Linked DNA regions of Sander lucioperca: region 2 is linked to region 1. Evidence: chromatin contacts called from public Hi-C data. All regions are on one chromosome and are shown on one strand. Each heading gives the region's core, a stretch centred on a gene start, on an enhancer-like site or on the middle of the called end of the contact. The rest is flanking DNA. Distances are from core to core; before and after follow the strand shown. Region 1 holds the start of glipr2l (GLI pathogenesis-related 2, like). Region 2 holds the start of si:dkey-12j5.1 (probable assembly chaperone of rpl4).

Region 1 (4,397 bases), core at 1,026-3,525:
TGTTATATTTTTAATGATGATACATGAATAAGCACATACATACTTTTAACACTGAATCTCAGAAAAGACTTTGCCTTTAAGGACTGACATCTGCCAGAAAAAAAAACAGATGAGCTGTTAATTACAGCAGTACTGTAGACAGAAAATGCTACTTATATAGTTATTATGTTAGAATATTTTATGTTCAGGAAATGTATGTACTATACACTGTGGGCTACATGGGCTGATGACTAACATGATGCCTCAAAATATCTGGGTATGTTTGGTCTGCTCACCAATAACTAGAAATAATTAGTTGTCACACTATAGTCTTCAGTCAGTGTTGGTGAATATCTACTTGTGACCACAGTGTTTTTCTCCTTATAGCATCATATTTGTTTTAGAATTGTCCTTCTTGCTACCCTGTGGTGTTGTGGTGCAATGATGTATCAGTAGTTCAGACATCGATTATGTGACTTAGTACCCTGACCCTTATCTGTAGGATTTTTTTAATGATGACTCAAGAAATCACAAGTAAAAATGATGATTGTTAGACCACTTTTAAAGCTGACAAATATACTGCCCAACAACTAACAACTTAACATGACTCATTTACAAAGCTGTCTTTGGAATTATATAGATTGTATTGACAGCATGAATTGATGACACATAGAAGTGGTATACATCATCTGAAAGTTGGGAACCTGAAGAGTTTTTATTTTTATTTTTGGGTTAAATCCATTTATTACACAGATTTGCTGCAATATTTAACCATTTCTGACCACTTGAGAATTGATTAAAAAAAAAGATTTAAGAATCCCTCCAGAATACCACAATAAGACACTAAGACCTTAAGGAACACCATAGAAAAATCCATGCTGTGATTTGGTATCACAAACATTTGACATTTGGAGATTTCAAATAAATGAAGAATTGCATTTATCAGTGATTGGATGGCGACCACTTCTGTTTAGGAAATTGCTCAGGGGCAGCAATTGTATCAGGGTGGCCATGGCCACCCCTTGAGGGCGCCATTGAGCATGCAAAGTACAGCTGAGGATGATGGAAATGTGATGATGTGGTAAAATAATAGTAAACCAAAGTATTGAGATTTTGACGATATGATAGCTCCTAGAAGAAAAGTCAAGGGATCACTAAAGTAAGTAGGATACCTCCCCTGGTGATCATGGATCCCTGTACACAATGTCATGACATTCCATGTCATAATTGTTAAGATATTTCAGTTTGGACCAAAGTGACTGTAGTGTGTGTGTGTTTATTAACTTTGATTGATTCAAGCCTAACAAAGTGATAAACTCACATTCACAACTGGGAGATTAGCAATCAAGCATCAGCATTCTACTGTTACACGTTTAGCAGTTTCATCAGAACACTTTGGTGCTGACACAATGATGTCTTATTGATTTTAAGGGTGTAAAAAAGGACAAAGTACAATTTCATTTTTCATACATTCTTTATACAAGCTGTAGCCTGTACAAAAAGTGGAGACACAATTTCAAAAGCTGAGTTATGAGATGCACAGTAAAATATGAGATAATCCATTTTGAGGTTCTGTTACACACCAGTCCTGCCTTTGTTAAAACAGGTGTATTTTTTGTTGTTGAAATAATAGATATCCCAGTTCGTAAATACTATTAAAGTGCAGAGGGAAGCATACTTCATGCAGACAAAACAAATAGTAGAAACCTGTTCTGCAGCATGATGGATGATGATTCTGCCTCTCCCTGTGTGTCAACTGCAGTAGGTAAATTGTTCACTCATTGCTTTTTTTTATCCAGAGTGGAGGTTAAGGGATCACTCATTTACAATTGGGTGTGTGGGGGTAACTTATTGACACAGAAGTTTCTGAAGACAATGTTGAAGCACCTTGACGATATCAGCATTAGTAAAAGTGAAAAGGTGTTTTGAAAAAGTGAGCATCATGTACAGTACAGTATACACTGTGTGGCCTATCTCAAAGTTTGCTATTGTCTTCTGTTGCACAGCACAATGATGCATCATTACAGTGTGAACTGTGAGAATAGCCACTGTCTCGGTTACAGTTGCTAGGAGTAACATTCTCTTGTCCATGGCTACCGAGTTACAAGAATCTCAGAGCCATATATGGGCATGTGTCTCACAGAGATGATGTCACCAACGTCTGCAGGGGCTCCCTTCTCATTTGTGGGAATGTAAAGACAAGGAGTGGGTGTGTACTCCTCTGAGCCATACAGATATATGTAGGGAATGCAGATAGTGGTGTTTGTGGCTTCAACAGAGACAGACAGGTTTAGTTAAATGAAGTGAAACAAAACTTGAGGAAGAAGCATGTTACAAAATAATCTTCACAACTAGATACATAGCTAAAGGGGAAGTTTGCTGCTGTACGTTCAAGGTTGAATGAGACAGCAATTGAAGGAAAGGCCCCCGAAATAACGGCATTGGCAGCTGTTTCAAAGCATCAGCATTAGATAGACAGCAGTAAAGGAAGAAAGAGAGAGGGAGCAAGCAACAGAGAAAAAGAGAGGAGGAGCAAAAAAAACAAGTCAGGGGAGAGGCTGCTTTCTTTCAGTGCTAAGAGTGTTTCTGATCTTACTGAAGGCTTCCTGTGTCAGCACCATGGGGAAGTCAGGTAAGTGGAAACTGCACCCTGAGAATATTAACTCTGATTGTATCCATTTGGCCGGAGTTATAACTTGCTTGTTTACTCTATGTGTTTGTGGGCTTTGCTATCTTTGAAAAGTAGGACAAGGCAATGCAAACTTGCAAAAGAAAAGACTAAATTCTTTTCCTTTCAATGAAATTTTAAAATAAATTTTACTGATCATTAGTTAAGATTCATATTGCAGCAGGCTGAGTCGATGCTGGCTGTTAGGCAGCACTGGTATTTGTATTGTTTGTGTGTGGCTATTTCAATGTGCCTATTGTGTAAGCACTCAAGAGATTGTGGTAGGCTACTTATGAAAAGCCCAGTGAGTGATAGGCACCGGGCAGAGAGGGGGGTGATGTGGATGACGTTTTCTTCTCCATCGAGTAATACTCACTGTCTGAGGTCAGTCAGTCTTCAGGTGGTGAACTCACACTTCAGCTCGAGTTTGTATTCTGCAGCCATGCACGAATTTTCATGTTGCATCATCACGTGTCCTTTGTCAGATTTCTCTCTCTCTGGCTGCCTAACCCTTCCTGCCTCTCTCCTCTCTGTCTATCAGCCTCAAAGCAGTTTTCCGAGGAGGTGCTGCAGTGCCATAATGAGTTCAGGAGGAAGCACCAGGCTCCTCCAATGAAGCTAAGCAGCAAGTTGAGCAGAGAGGCTACCCGGTAGGTTAATACACACACTGATTAAATTAGAAACCTAATAAACAAGGACTACACGTTCCAGTCATTGTCAAACTGCTCTGGATAACAGTGACAGCTTCGGCCTAACCTGTCAAATGAAATAACAACAAAATATAATAAGATATCGAGGGTCTTGGTTTGTTTTTATTGTGATTAGCAGTTGTGTTGACAATTTCTTGTTTTGAGTAAATGAAAACTTGATCAGTGCTGTCAGGAAGGAAATAGGCAACTAACTGTCTTGGATAATAGACTTTCAGTCCATTTCCTCAAGCATGCTAATGGTGCAATATCAACAGCAACATTGGTTTGCTAAACAAAGTTTACTGTTATGATTAAAAAAAAAAAACTTTATTCCTCAGTTGCTTAACTTTAATGATACAGTGTACACTCTACATCTCTGGTAACGTGTGCCTCTTTTAAATACTGTATTTGCTGTGTAATATCTATGATGATAAATATTTGAGTTTGCAGATAATCTACCATTTAAGCGCAGCACAGTTCATTGGAACATGATGAATGGTGCTTTTACCTCTCCCTCTGTGTCAATTGGCGTTTTTAAGGCACTTACCAAAATTATGCAACGGTTTCACCCCTGTTCAGTTAAAGCCATCATTCGTTCATTCACAGCTGCGTGTTTCGAGGAAAATTTGCAGATTTATAAATATAGTTAGGATTTAGAACCTAATCCAACAAAATCAGTAACAAAAGCTCACTGGACTTGTAATTGAAGAGTTTGTCTTTTCATCCGAAAAGCATCATTAACTCTTGTGATGAGGAACACCCGTGGCATTTAACATCTGTTGTTTATCCACACCATATTTTAAATAGAGACATGATGAATAACTTACCAGGTGTTGAACCTTGTCCGTGTAGTAACACCCCCGATTGTAAATTTGAGTAAATACTGTCACTAAATCAACACTGTGTTGATAAAACCTATAGCTTAGCATGTACATTTTTGTCATTGTTCAGATTGAACTTAATGGAAATTTTGCATACACCCCTGATGGTCTTTTAACCTGTAATAATATCAACACAATACCAAAAGCAATTGTTCAGAGGAATTAGTTTCTGTGCCTGCT
Region 2 (4,397 bases), core at 1,028-3,527, 160 kb before region 1:
GTCACCAGGCAGAACCCTGTAGAGGGGCTGAAGCAGGCAGACTCCAGGATTTCACTCAGCGTGGAACACAGTGCTGTTTTCTGCTCCTCTTCTAACATATAAAAGCATAAAAGATGCATGATTTAACAAGCCACACATAAATCAATAGCAAACAATGATTTGGATTTTCCTGTCTACCTGTCATCTGTCTCCAGTTGGAACTTTCTCTGTTGAAGAGAATGTTCTTTAAGAGGAAAGCCTGTAAAGAAACACAAACTCAGTCTCTGAATTTGCAAGAAATAGTCTTGAGCAACAAATAAACTTGGGGAAGGTGTACATTTTGAAAGACTGCAATGTTGCAGACTAAATCAACCCATTCCCATTTAAGAACTACCATCCGCTGAGCATGTAGGAGGTCTGTGAAGGCTCAATAGGGAATATGCTGGAAACTGACACTTGGCCCTGATAATACTGCATGCTGATAATACTCTAGGTGGAACTAGACCATACCTGGACAGGTGCAATGACAGCACAGGGTCCTCCTTCAAACTGCTCCAGTGCTGTTTGCTCATTCTCACTAAAAACAAATCCTGTGGTAAAGACACAGGCAAGACAACCTTAAAAATGTTCACAGCTGAAACAAATAAGTCATTATTTAGACAATTTTACCATGCACACATTAGAAAGCCACATGTGCATGCATGCTCACATCTAAAGCCACATAGCAAATTCAGGCTAAACTCTAGAGCAGGAGTGATCATGTGCAGTATTCATAGTAACCACATACACAACAGCAGGGTATTTTGCTGCTTATCTGACCTTCAGCTAAAGGTGTGGATCTAATGAAATAAATTACAGACATTTCGGTTGTACTATTTTGGTTAGAATTATAACCTGGATACACTTGGCTCTTCACTGCACATGGGTGAACAACCCTGTTTTTGAGTAATGTGTGGTGTGTTTCCGGTTCTGCAAAATCACTTTCATTCATATCATTATACTGAGACAAAGCATCATACCTTGGCTCCATCTACGGAAGATCGAGGCAGACACTCCTCCACTGGAGGGTCTCCCCCAAACCAAATCCACCACCTCTTTATTTAACTCCGACATGACAATTGTTTAGTGCTGGTGAGTCCACAAACACAAGATAGGTCTCTTGAGGCCAACTTGCAAGCTCTTTCCTAGGTCGATGTTCCACTTCTCTCGGCAGGTTGAGCCTGTGGCATTGGCCACAAGCTACCTGTGTTGCACAACACAGACTGACTCTAGCGGCTGGAGGCAAACTGGCGGGTAGGAATGACATCAACGTAGCCACACCAGTCTGCAAAGTACAGAAGCATTATACGCTAAGGTTACTGGGGGTTACTAGGGAACACAAGCATCGATAACTTAATTGCATATCTAAAGCGACAATGGCGCGACATAGCTAGTTTATAGATCAGTGTGACGTTAATACTCGCTCGTATTATTAACAAACGAGAAAGCTAACATTTACGTTAACGTCAAATAGTAAACGTTAACGTTACCCGGATGGTTAGTAATATAAGTAACGTTGCTGACAGCAGGATTAACGGATAACGTTAGCTTTTCTTGCGGCGGCGTTGTTACCTTGTTAAACTGTTGTGAAATAACTATAACGTAGGTTTTAAGAGCGGAGATGGCTTGGTAATGTCAGCAGTTAGCATTAGCATTACCACTAGCAGCTAATATTCCATTGCTTTGTCATTCAATTTCTTCTCACACTGCAGCGATGCTGAAAAGTTGTTGTATCAATTCATAATATTTTTCATTAGTTAGATAACGTTAAAGCCTAATTACCTTGATACACAGTCGAGTATTGGGATTCCGTATTGATTATATATTTTGGTAGCAATTTCATTATCAACAGCAGCGTCTCTGTCATTCGTTTATTTACAACAGAATTGTAAAAAAAAAAAAAAAAAACTCGTGACTGCCCATTGGTTGAAATCCAGAAAGTACCACATACGTCAAGGGGTACAGCTTCAACGCGTTACCTCAATGGACAACAGGCTTGTCAATCATATCGAGCACCCGCCCACAAACAGGGAACCGTTTAATTCATTTAAAGCCCGCCTTAAGTAATCAGCACCTCGGAGAAAGAAAATATAAATGGGATTTTAAGCTTACTTCGGTGTTAAAGCATACATTTAAAACGCGATGTCTAACAATGTCGGACTGTATAAATATCCTATTTTGCTTTAGTGTAATAAAGGTTATTTCAGAACCGTTAATATTTTGTCCGCTACCTCTCTCCGTAGCAGCCACACAGTCACTGCTTAGAGCATGCGCACTGCACCCCTAGCTCAACCGTGCTTGCTTTCCACGCGTGTAGATTCCTATAGCCTATGGTAGATTCACACTTTGGGAAAAGTCTGTTTAGAAGACAAATTGTGAAAATATAAGCTGTATTTTTCACCACTATGGGTGGACAGGCAAAGGGAAAAAAGAAAAGCAAGCCGAAGAGGAAGGAGAACCGCCCAAACAGTAATTTTGTTCAGTGGTTCAACACATTTGCTAGCTAGTTATTTACAGTACAGCAGTTAGTCGGAATTTACCTGATGTGCTTTGATTTAAACTCTTTAGACTATTAGACTAAATATGAGACTAAACTAACGTTGACTCTCCACTTATTTAATCACAGCAGATGCAGGGTTTGTTGGATTGTCACCTCAAGAAAGGATGAAACTAAGAGTACATGAAAAAGCCAAGAAGAAGACAGCTGAGAAGTACTCTGTGCAACAGCTACTAGAGAAGGTGATATTGACAAGATATCTACAACAATACACGACCTAGATTTTTCCTGCCTTTCGAAATGTATTTTTTGTTCATCATCGATCATCTGCTGCATGTTTGTTATTATATTGTGTGATCATCTGTTGTACAGACAGAGGAATGCATGGACAGTTTTGACTTTGAGATGGCTGGTCTTTTCTGTCAACGAGCCCTGGATGTGGACTCCACCAACCTGCTAGCTCTAGACATGCAGGGACACATCTGCTCTGAACTAGGAGACACACAGAAAGCTAAAGGAATATCCTTTGTGCAGGTTTTGTCTTTCTTGTTGCTTGTAACTCAGTCATTTTATTTAAGCACTCTTATATTTCCATGTTGATTGAGTGGAGTGAACCTCCTTGACCAATTATCTCTAAGCTTTTCTGCGTGCAGTGGAGCTGAGCCCAGATGTAGGCCACAGTAAGTACATGTACCTGGGACAAATCCACACAGGCCAGGAGGCTGTGGACTACTACACTAAAGGAATACAAGTCCTTCTGTCGGCATTGGACAAACAAGCACAGACCACAGTGAGTGCACTCCCATACACACTCACATTCCCTCTATGCTTATAGATACTCTACATCAACTTACATGTTTGGGTAATTGTATTTATCTTCACAAGAGGGTGCTGTTGAACAATATATGAATTACTTATCTATCTATCTATCTATCTGTCTTTATATCTATGCAGGCATGCATGTCACCTTGTCATAACAAAGATCTATCGAGTTGTGTCAGTTCAACTGAATGACCGTCAATAAATTCATCACATGATAGCGGACATACTTAGTGCATAGTTATTATGGTTACCTGTAGTGATTCATGACTTATTCTTAAAAATGTAAGCACCATCATGTTACTCACATACAGCAATGTAATAGACAACTCTTCCTCAGTTAAAACAACACAAAATTCAACACTGATACAAGCGGGACAAAATTATCAAAATAGGGTCTAGCATTGTCTAAATTTTGAATATCTTCAAAAGAAGACCAAATATTTGATTCCTGTACTCCTGTATTTGGGGACATAAGGCATAGCTACAAAGTGATTCTGCATCTGATGACTTTCTCAAACACTTCAGACATTCTCTGAGCTTCTTATGTGGATCATTACAGCACTGAACTGAGAGGGAAATCCTCCAGAGTCCAGAGGATTTTTTTTGATTTTGGATACTCTTTTGTTTTCCCTGTTCAATAGTAGAAAACTACTAACTAAAGAATTTGCCCACGTTACCTAATACTTTTGTTCAAAGTAAGTATGCATCCACATAATCTATAAGTATACAGGGCACAAAATAATAATGTAATAATAATAAACCTGTAATATTAAACGAGAAATAATCTGATAGAAAAAAAGTAAGGCAAAATGGGAAAAAAAAAATATATATATAATATTTCAGGTGTTTAATTAATCTAAGTGACTTGTTTTATCCAATTGAATTCACAAATTATCTAACTTACATTATTTCTTGTTTATCATTGGTGTAATTTTAAATGACTTCTTATTTATAAGAAATAGCATGAACATGTTTGACTTGACAGCCTCTTTATTATTTTCATAGCATATGTTATAAATAAGCAAAAGGCATGAGCTATTCTGTATAATTCAAATCCATA

Evidence for each region. A called contact is a pair of places that touch in the nucleus more often than the background predicts.
Region 2: a contact with region 1 is called in a Hi-C map of liver, with 12 times the contacts expected there. The contact joins the promoter of si:dkey-12j5.1 here to the promoter of glipr2l in region 1. A contact is called at or near these places in 2 of 2 Hi-C or Micro-C datasets (liver and muscle).

The regions. Positions count from the first base shown.
Region 1 is chr10:27,383,071-27,387,467 of SLUC_FBN_1.2, reverse strand. It overlaps glipr2l (GLI pathogenesis-related 2, like), which reads left to right and starts at 2,275. Exons shown (of 5, transcript XM_031299115.2): 1 at 2,275-2,611; 2 at 3,189-3,297. The coding sequence starts at 2,599.
Region 2 is chr10:27,543,281-27,547,677 of SLUC_FBN_1.2, reverse strand. si:dkey-12j5.1 (probable assembly chaperone of rpl4) reads left to right here and starts at 2,277. Exons shown (of 11, transcript XM_031299099.2): 1 at 2,277-2,487; 2 at 2,645-2,757; 3 at 2,888-3,034; 4 at 3,153-3,305. The coding sequence starts at 2,424. It overlaps mindy3 (ubiquitin carboxyl-terminal hydrolase MINDY-3), which reads right to left and starts at 2,010. Exons shown (of 17, transcript XM_036006706.1): 1 at 1,801-2,010; 2 at 999-1,303; 3 at 490-569; 4 at 178-238; 5 at 1-91. The coding sequence starts at 1,092.